Regions from separate parts of the Zea mays genome. Here region 1 is linked to region 2. Evidence: chromatin contacts called from public Hi-C data. All regions are on one chromosome and are shown on one strand. The core of a region is the stretch at or near the end of the contact, and the rest is flanking DNA. Distances in the headings are between cores, read along the strand shown.

Evidence for each region. Hi-C and Micro-C count contacts between places; a contact is called where the count stands out from the background.
Region 1: a Hi-C map of ear shows a contact between it and region 2, with 2.1 times the contacts expected there. The contact joins the promoter of LOC103653290 here to the promoter of LOC100277749 in region 2. A contact is called at or near these places in 3 of 25 Hi-C or Micro-C datasets (ear, leaf and tassel).

Annotation. Positions count from the first base shown.
Region 1 is chr4:59,439,019-59,443,615 of Zm-B73-REFERENCE-NAM-5.0, reverse strand. It overlaps LOC103653290 (junctophilin-4-like), which reads right to left and starts at 2,818. Exons shown (of 3, transcript NM_001323537.1): 1 at 1,630-2,818; 2 at 1,316-1,544; 3 at 893-1,234. The coding sequence starts at 2,486. The coding sequence ends at 1,070.
Region 2 is chr4:59,028,278-59,032,850 of Zm-B73-REFERENCE-NAM-5.0, reverse strand. LOC100277749 reads right to left here and starts at 2,613. Exons shown (of 3, transcript NM_001364101.1): 1 at 2,419-2,613; 2 at 844-984. The coding sequence starts at 2,448.

The sequences.
Region 1 (4,597 bases), core at 1,569-4,068, 410 kb before region 2:
TCTCAAACAAACACCCCCTAAGGCACAACCTCAATCTACAAATTCAGCGAAGAACTTCTGGGTCATGGAAACTTGAACTTCGCGTATGGTACTGAACCTTCTTTACATGCCTAGCTTTTTTTTGCATTTGATGCCCAATTTACCATGTCACTACAACGAGAACCACGACAAGAACAAGCATCCACACCGAAATTGTTGGGACTTCTGTCCTATCACTATCAGTGCACGGCAATAGGAAGATTTCCCATCAGTGGAAGCTGGAATACAAAGGTTGGCTTTGAATTTACTGACGCCACACAAATTTTCACTCCTGCACTTTCCCGACTCGATGAAATTGAAAGGCTGTGACTGGACCCAGTGTATTGCAACGCATTTGTCATTACCTCAACACTTGCATGTTTCATTTCTTCATGCCTCTAATGCGAGGCGAGAACATGGAGCAGCAAGTGGACCGAAAGACGCCATAATCTGCGGAGAGAATGGAAATGTCCGAGAAGGTGCAGGTAGAGAGGTAGGTAGCCCAGGTGCAGTGGATGGAACAGCAGATAAGAGGCTGCATGATATGGCAGCGAGGGATTATTGGCTGGTAAACACCCATGTGCACGCTCAAGTACGATTACGAATGGAGAATCCCTGCACGTGGCGCCACAAGTTCAAACCGGCAAGATTTGCCGTCGGAACATCTGATCCGAGCAAGATAACACAGTGCATGTACAATGCACATACAGTACAGGGCGATGCAGAAAACAGAAAAGCACTGACAGATCATCTCCACCGACCACCATTGATACACATGGATGGAGTGGAGACATGGACTATGGAGCAGTCTGCACAAGGAGGAAGAGGAATAGGGTGAACTTGCTCTCAGCGATCCAGCACGAGGTGAACCACTTCAAGAAAACAGCAGCAGTTCAGCCCATTGGTGGCTGCCGCCAACCGTACTGGTCTCTCCAACCAACACGGAGCATGCGGTTGTGCTGCTCCGGTCGCGAAACTCAGCAGCTAGTCACTGCCGCTCTTGGCTAGTCTATCCTGTTAACAGGTGAAGGGCACAATTCTTGAACCCAATTCACACATCGATGAAACAGAGCTTGCCATCTATCCTGTTCTGCACTGCCTTGATCGCAGCGACACGGGCAGCTGTAGCCGCTCTGTTTGCAGCCATGACGGCCTTGTTCACCTGCTCTTGTACTCTTGGGAGGTGAAAGGCGCTGTCTGCAGCCCTTCGAGCAGCCTAGTTGCACAATGAGAGAATTTGAGCAACTGAAGCATGGAGGCGGCGTATCAATTATAAATGTTGGGAATTGTTGAATACCTGCAGGGCACGCTGAACAGCTGGGTCTGACAGAGGCAAGGAGCTCTTCAGAATTCCAGAATCCCACTCCCCGGCTCGTTCATCCCCACTCCCAAATACGTACATCCCGAACCCCTGTTTCTTTCCTTCGTGCCAAGATCCCTCGTAGCTGTGTCCATTGGCGAATCTGTACGCACCGAAACCCTGGATCTTGTCTGCGAAGTACTCCCCCGCGTACAGATCGCCGTTCCTGCAGAGGATTTTGTTCTGCAACCGATGTTACGGTGTTCACCTGAAATGGTAGCGCAGGCGAGGCCGTGCTTCACGGTGTTCACCTGAAATGGTAGCAGCCGAGGCCGTGCTTGACGCCGCACTTGAACTCGCCGGCGTACGTGCTGCCGTCGGAGCAGGTCTGGGCGCCGATACCGTGACTCTGGCCGCCGGCCCACTCGCCGGCGTAGTCGTCGCCGCTGTAGAATCGGTAGACGCCGTGGCCGTGGCGAAGGCCCTGCCGGTACTGGCCGCGGTACCGGCTGCCGCGCGCCCAGCTCTCGACGCCGTGGCCGTCGTACTTGCCGTCCACCCAGTCGCCCTCGTACTTGCCCTTCCCGAAGAAGCTGTACACGCCGCTGCCGCTGCAGCGGCCCCCGTGGAACTCCCCCTCGTAGCGGTCCCCGTTGCTGTAGAACTCGACGCCCTCCCGCACCTCCGCGCGGCGCCCCAGTCCCAGCCCCAGCCCGAGCCCCGCCCTCCGCTTCCAGTCCCGCTGCTCCTCGTCGTCATCTTCGCCGATGAACCACCGCACGGAGGCCTCGAGCGCCGGGGAGCGCGGGCGAGCGCCGCGGAGCCGCGCGACGGCGGCCGCGGCGGCGAGGGCGAACCCCGCCGCGGCCGCCAGGAGGGCGAGGTGGTGGCCGCCGTCGCCCCCGCGCATGAGCAGCGCGGCGAGCGCGAGGACCGGGAGGAGGAGGAGGAGCGCGGACTGGGCCGGGCCGGGGCGGAACCGGTGGTGGGCCCGGCGGAGCAGCGCCCGAGGCTTGCCCAGTGGCGCCTGCGCCTTCTTGTCGTCGGGTTCCGGGTCGTCGAGCGCGTGGAACGATGCGGTGCCGGGACCCGCGCGCATGGTAGGCGACCGGAGTAGCGACGACGGCGTCCTCGTCAGCTTACCGGCTCCGCCGCCGTGCCCGTCCATGCCTCCCCGCCGACTCTCGCCCCCGCCGCCGCGTCAGCTCCTCTCCTGCTCTGCTTCCCCCGCGACGAACCGTGCTCTCACTCTCTTTCGTTGAACGTCGAGCTGCCTCCCAGGCGGTACGGATCGATCGACGCGGAGGGAGTGGTTGGGTAGTGCAAGAGAAGGAAGAGAGGAAGGGGGGCCGGAGAGGTGAGTTTTATAACCACCGGACGGCGATGGGCAGCTTCCTTCCCTTCGCGGGCTGAATGAACTCGCTGGCAGCGCGAACCGCCGCGGCGAGATGTGATCCCCGCGCCGCCTCCCGATCTCGACCCGATAGGCGGGGAATCACACCGTCGCTCTCTCGTCTCTGTAACTATATTCAAACTTATATTTATAATCTATATTATAAAATAATATTTTAATGAATATATATAGATAGACTACTCGACACGATCTTATTAGATTTTTTTAATACACTCATTCCCTCAATACATATAAATTAAAGTGAATAAAAGAGTATCTAAACAAAGACCTTAGAAAAAGTATAATAAGGCTGACTAAGCGGGCTCTAAACAACTTCATGTCATCAAAACCTAGGTGGCAGTCTCCCTCCAGCGCATTCTACCATGAGAAAGAGTCTCCTTGCATCCTGCTGCGGGAGTTAAGGTTGGCTCTTTCTTTTTCCAGTCAATCCAAATGATTCCTATGTCAAACATTGAATATCTTCAGCTTAATTTAATCAAATTAGATGAGAATAAGCTTGCTATATGTATTAGTTTTATTATTGGCTCTTCATGATGTGGCAAGAGTATGGAGCCTTCAGTTGGTTCTTCTATTAACCTTGCTCTTAGAGGGAGTTTGATTTTGTCGGTACCCCGTAACTGGGGTACCCACTTGTACTGTGTCAAGATAGAGACCTATGTGGTTACCGCACACTAAGGAACTGAGCAGCCGGGCCCACGGGACCGCACACGTTTGATAGGGTCGTTGGCCTCTGGACCTGCTCCCGGCTCAGGAGCAGGTCCTATGTTGCCACATGTCCTGGGAGGGGAAAAGCTCAGGAATAACACCAATGGTCCGGACCTCATGGGCGGGTGCAGACCCCCACTTATGTCACACTCGGTTTCAGAAGGCAAACCGAATGTGAACCATGTAAGTGAAAAGATTAGAACTTGTTGGGGGCCTTCGTCTTCCGAAGATCCTCAAAAACACGCTTAACCATTTGTTTTTAGCATATTATTAAGTATTATAGGAGCTTCGTCACCAGAAAAGCTTCGATATAGATCGATGGAAGTACGACGGAGCAAGCTTCATCAAGATGAAGCAGGTAGGAGACGTAAGAAGAAGGTGTTGTTCAAGCTGTTAAGTGCAAATGACAGTACTGTCCTCATGTCATTTGTAAACCTTGTATGTAATTTTTGAGGGTATGTATGTAATATCGTATGAAGCTGTACGATTGCCTATAAATAGATGAACAGTACTCTCGTACTATTCACGCTGGATTGTAATTGCATTCACGTCATTGCCTTCAAACAAGCCGAAGGTACCAATGTAATATGAACTTTGATATTATTAATACATTCAGTAAAATGAATATGTTGCATGATATTGCATTGGTAACTATGTTTTTATATCTATGATTGATGAAGACATGTTCTTCAAAACCTTCGTCCAAGCTTCATTATACCCGAAGGGGAATAATGCTTCGAAGGACGAAGGTCCTTAACGTTTAACAAATGTGTTGCCTTATTCTTGATTCATAACAATCGAAAATAAGTGGCCAACATTGGCGCCCACCTCTGGTGAACTCAAACGACCACCTTCGTCAAGAAAAACTCGAACAACTACCTTCGTCATGCCACCGAAGACAGCAGTGCTAGGGGCTGCCCTTGCACCACTGGGCACCAATCAAGATGGACTCCTTCTAAGGGAGGTCCAAAGCTAGAAAAGGAAAACTATTAGCCCAACACCACAGGAAGAAGAGTTGGACCAAGAAATTAGGGATCTAGAAGCTATTCATCAACAAGTGGAGAGAAGAAGGGAGAAGATGCTTTGGCTGACTGAGCTCCAGAAAAAGATTGATGAAGCAGCCGAAGAGATGCGTCACATCACATAAGACAACGAGCAAG
Region 2 (4,573 bases), core at 1,364-3,863:
TTCAAGTTGATCATTGGATCACTTGAGAGGAGTTGAGTGCAACTCTCGTCCGTTGGACGCCACAACGTGGAGTAGGCAAGTTTTGTACTTGGCCGAACCACGGGATAAACACCGTGTCATCTCTGTGCTTGATTTCTTGTGGTTATCGTGTTTGGACTCATCTCTAGCCACTTGGCAACTATTGTGCTAACGATTAACCAAGTTTTTGTGGCTTAAGTTTTTAAGTTTCACAGGATCACCTATTCACCCCCCCCTCTAGGTGCTCTCAGCTACTCCCACCATCTCCCATGCCCAGTGCGCGGTTGTCTTTTCACGTATGGAATAGCCGGGTTCAAGCTTACCCTGTCCCATATCCAGGGCATGTGGCCAGTTAAGATAGTCCTTGATCATATAGGCCTACATACGCATCCAATCCTTAATTAACCTGGGTGGAGCATCACCTGTTCCTAGCCCAAGTATCGATTTAAGTACTTCCACCCTTAGGATTGTTTTGTGTTCCTAAGGATGAAAAGAGCATTATAGGGAACTTTGCAGTAAGATCCCACCATGCTCCCAATGAAAATATTCTTGCAGGTAGAAGCCATCCTTCCTCAGGATAACCCTGAGCTAGGCATTAATTCAAAAGACAACCTCTATCCATAAGATCTAAGCAGGGCTAAGCATTTTTGTAAATCATATTTTGATACTTCATCAGAAGTATCTATAAAGGCATGGATTCAAGGTAGTCGATGCATCAAATAGTTTTCAAACAATACCTATAAACTTAATGCACATTTCACTAGACTTAAAGTGTATAAAAGTCTTTTAAAAATACAAGGAAGGGGCAAATGCACCGGGGCTTGCCTTTATTGCAGTGAAGAGGCTTAAGACCTTTCTACCCAATAACCAGTTAGATAGCTCCATCCACTTGCTGAATAGGCACTGGAGCAAACTCCTCTTCCACAACCACTTCGTCTTGAATTTACACTCCTTCTGCTCGGAGCTCTACATGAAATGATATGAACATAAATGCATATACTTGTGCAACTACAAAGAAGATACTTTAAAGCAATACAAACTACACCTTACTAAAGGTGCACACAAAACTAACCAAACAACAGGGGAGCCAAACATTCTAATATCATCACTAAGCTCTCAAGCCACACAAGGGAACTCTACCTCCATAACCAAGAACTCTATGCTTGCCTTAAGTAAGGACTTACTTCTCTGACTTGAATCCTACAACTTGAACTTCTAGAGGATTAGAACAATCTTCAAACTACGCCAAAAATCCAGATCCTACTAGGCACTCTTGCTTCTTTATCCAAAGATCAGGTTTCACTTGTTAAACTTGTTCCTTCTTCCAAATTTCTAATCCACATGTGATTATATTCTTCTTATTATTCCAATTAGGGACTCTACAAGGATTTCTGAGCAAATGGCTTACAAACAGTCCCAAACTTTTACCAAGAGTTTATCTTCTGATAACAAGACTTTCCACAAGTTTTCACAATTTGTTGTGCTCAACTTTTATTTCTAAAATTCCAATAATCCTTCCAAACACATCTTTAATTCACTTAAAATTTGCTAACTGATCTAAAAATCCTAAAACCAACTTTACCAGAGGGCTCTTGATTTTAGACATCCAACAAAATTTGTCCCACAATTTTTGGATTTTTCTACAATTTTTGGCATCATTTCCAAGTTGTCGGGTAATTGAATAAAAGGAAACAACTAAATCTAGGCTGAAATCACATAGAACAAAAATTATGGGACACAAAAGCAGAGCAAAAACACTAAGAGGTTCAGTTTCAGCTGAAGTGAAACAGTCCCCCAGACAGTCTGACAGAGGAAGTTTAGGTGCATTTTACTCTAAATTTGTTAAGCACCAAGTCAGACCCACATAGCAAAACATGTACTTCTTTACATGGTCTCCAACCTTGTTACATAGTTCTTAGCCTAGCACCTGGTGGAATGGTCACAAAAGTGTTCCCAAACTGGCACCAAACAGTGCAACTTCAGCTTTCAGGCACTGATTGAAATTCAGTTTCTGTAACTGACAGTCCCAGTTTTAAGCAACTATTACTCCACTTTTCATGCAGTACAAAGTCAACCTTACTTAAGAAAACTTGTTCACTATTGTATGGTCTTCCATTTTACTATAGAAACCATAGTCCATAACCCCATATATTAGCCACAAGAAAGCTCCGAAGTTGAGCAAAACTCACTGAAATTCAGTTTTAGATAACTGAATCAAGTCTGAAATTAAAGTCTGACAGCATGTTTTGGAACGCAATTTTCTCCCTGTTCTAAGCATATTCAAGGGCATGATCCTTACCAAGGGTTACTCCCCCAACATTTATCTCCAAGTTTGCTACAGAAACTAGAGCCTAAAAGCACATGGATTGATCACAGAACAAACATAGTACGATCGTGTACCTTGCTGAGTTGTCTTGGCCACGGCGACATGGCCAAACTGACCGGCGTGGTCACTACTGGCAGACCGATGGTGTGCCAACACTTGTGCAGAGCAAACCTAGTGGCTGGGAAGAGACTGGCATCAACTGGAGCACAAGGACTTCCACACTTTTACACTGGTCTAGGGCTAGAATCCGAAGGCCAGGTGAATCCTTCACTGAACTAGATTTCAGAGCCACCATATATATAGCAAACGTCCCTAGACATGGCCAACATGCAGTGAAGCAGTGTGTCCTAGAGCGCCAGCACATATGGACTTCAACACGTGGCTAACATGCTCTCATACCCCACCAGTACACAACCTTGGTTAGGACACTGAACCTGGTCCATTTTCTCCACACAAATATCAGTTAGGGATATGCTTTAATATGTCCAAGAACTGAATATTCTTTCCAGCCGAGGGTGGGTTCTAGACCTCAGTTATACCCTCCACACTTATCTCAACTATACACATATATGTATCTCTTTTGTCCCCTACTGCAGACAGCAAAACAAAACAATTAAATACCTCACTGCCACTGCTCCTAAGTCAGTCCAAACTAGATATTTTCCTAGCAGCAAGTGAGGTCTCTAGACCTTCAGTTAAATATCTCTACTTTACCATTATCCAAAATTCGAGTAACACTAGCAGACAAATCAGCAGGGGGGGAAAGATCTTCTTGAGTCTCCAATTCAGTAATGAACTCCACTGAAACAGCCTTACAGTCCACAGCACACCCCAGTCCAAACTTGACATTTCCCAATTGGGAGGGGCCTCTAGATCCTTGTTCATATACTTCCTCCATATCTCCAACTATACACACAAGTGCAACCATAGCAGGGAGATTCTTCTTCAGCTATCAAACCAACTCTGAATTAGTTTCATCTATCATATTATCCTATTGCACACCTCACTGTTGATCCCCTTTAACCTCCCAGTTTTACATAGCAATAGGGAGAGCATGCTTAATAAAATTTGTCCACCAAACAACCCTCTAGTATTTCTCCACATGTACCTTAGGCTTATACCCCTTGGATCAACCACAAACTAGCTCCAAAGTCTAGAGAAAAACACTGAACAATATTAACAGTCGACTGCATCAGACCTGCAATGTACCTATCTGACCTTACTATTCAGTGCCTTTGATCTCCCAATTTCTTTACTAACAGACCACTCTCCCTTCATCAATATTATTCTCTATTCATAGCTGTTCCTCTTTTATATAGCAATCCATAACTAAAAACATATAGAACAAAAGTTATGGTGATCCAAAGTTAGCCAAATTCGCTGAAATTCAGTTTCAGTTGTCTGAAACAACATACACTAGGTCTGACAGAGGGTTTTGCCACTCCTTTTTCTCTAAATCCTGACCCATATCAAGCCAACTCTCTACATGAAACTTGTTGTCCTTCAGATGATCTTTAACTTATCTACATACAGTAGGGCTCATATTCCATTGATTAATTACCACATAGCTCCAAACAGAGCACCCAACACTGAAATTCAGTCTTCAGTTCACTGAATACAACTCAGTTTCAGTCACCTGATAGTCCAACTTTGAGTCAGTTTTACTCCACTTTTGGTGTAGGATCATGCTATACCCACTTACTGAAAATTATTCACCATCGCATGGTCTTTATTTCATCTACAAATACCATAGCCTAAAACCTTATAGGCTAGCCACAAACCAGATTTCAAACAGCCATCAAAACACTGAAACTCAGTTTCAGTTACTGTTTCCAATCTTAAAATTCAGAAATACAGCAGCACCACTTGGAACCACACTTTTTCTTGAGTTACAAATATTTCTAGGGGCAAGTTGCTTAATAAAGTTTATACTCCTATAGTTCCTCTACAAGTTTGATACAGTGACCATTAACCAAAACCTCTTGGATTCCAAACTACAATAGCCCAAAGTTTGCTCCAATTGCTGAAATTCAGAATCTGAATTTCACTAAGGCCCCGTTTGTTTCCTTTCATTTCGAGGAATTGGAATATTACTAATGGAATAGGCTATTTTTTTGTAGAATATGACATTCCACCACTTTCCAAAGTTATCATATAAGCCTACCTCAAATTCATGAGGTGAGAGATGGAAATGGATTCTATAGATTTACATGCTATTTTTCCGATGTA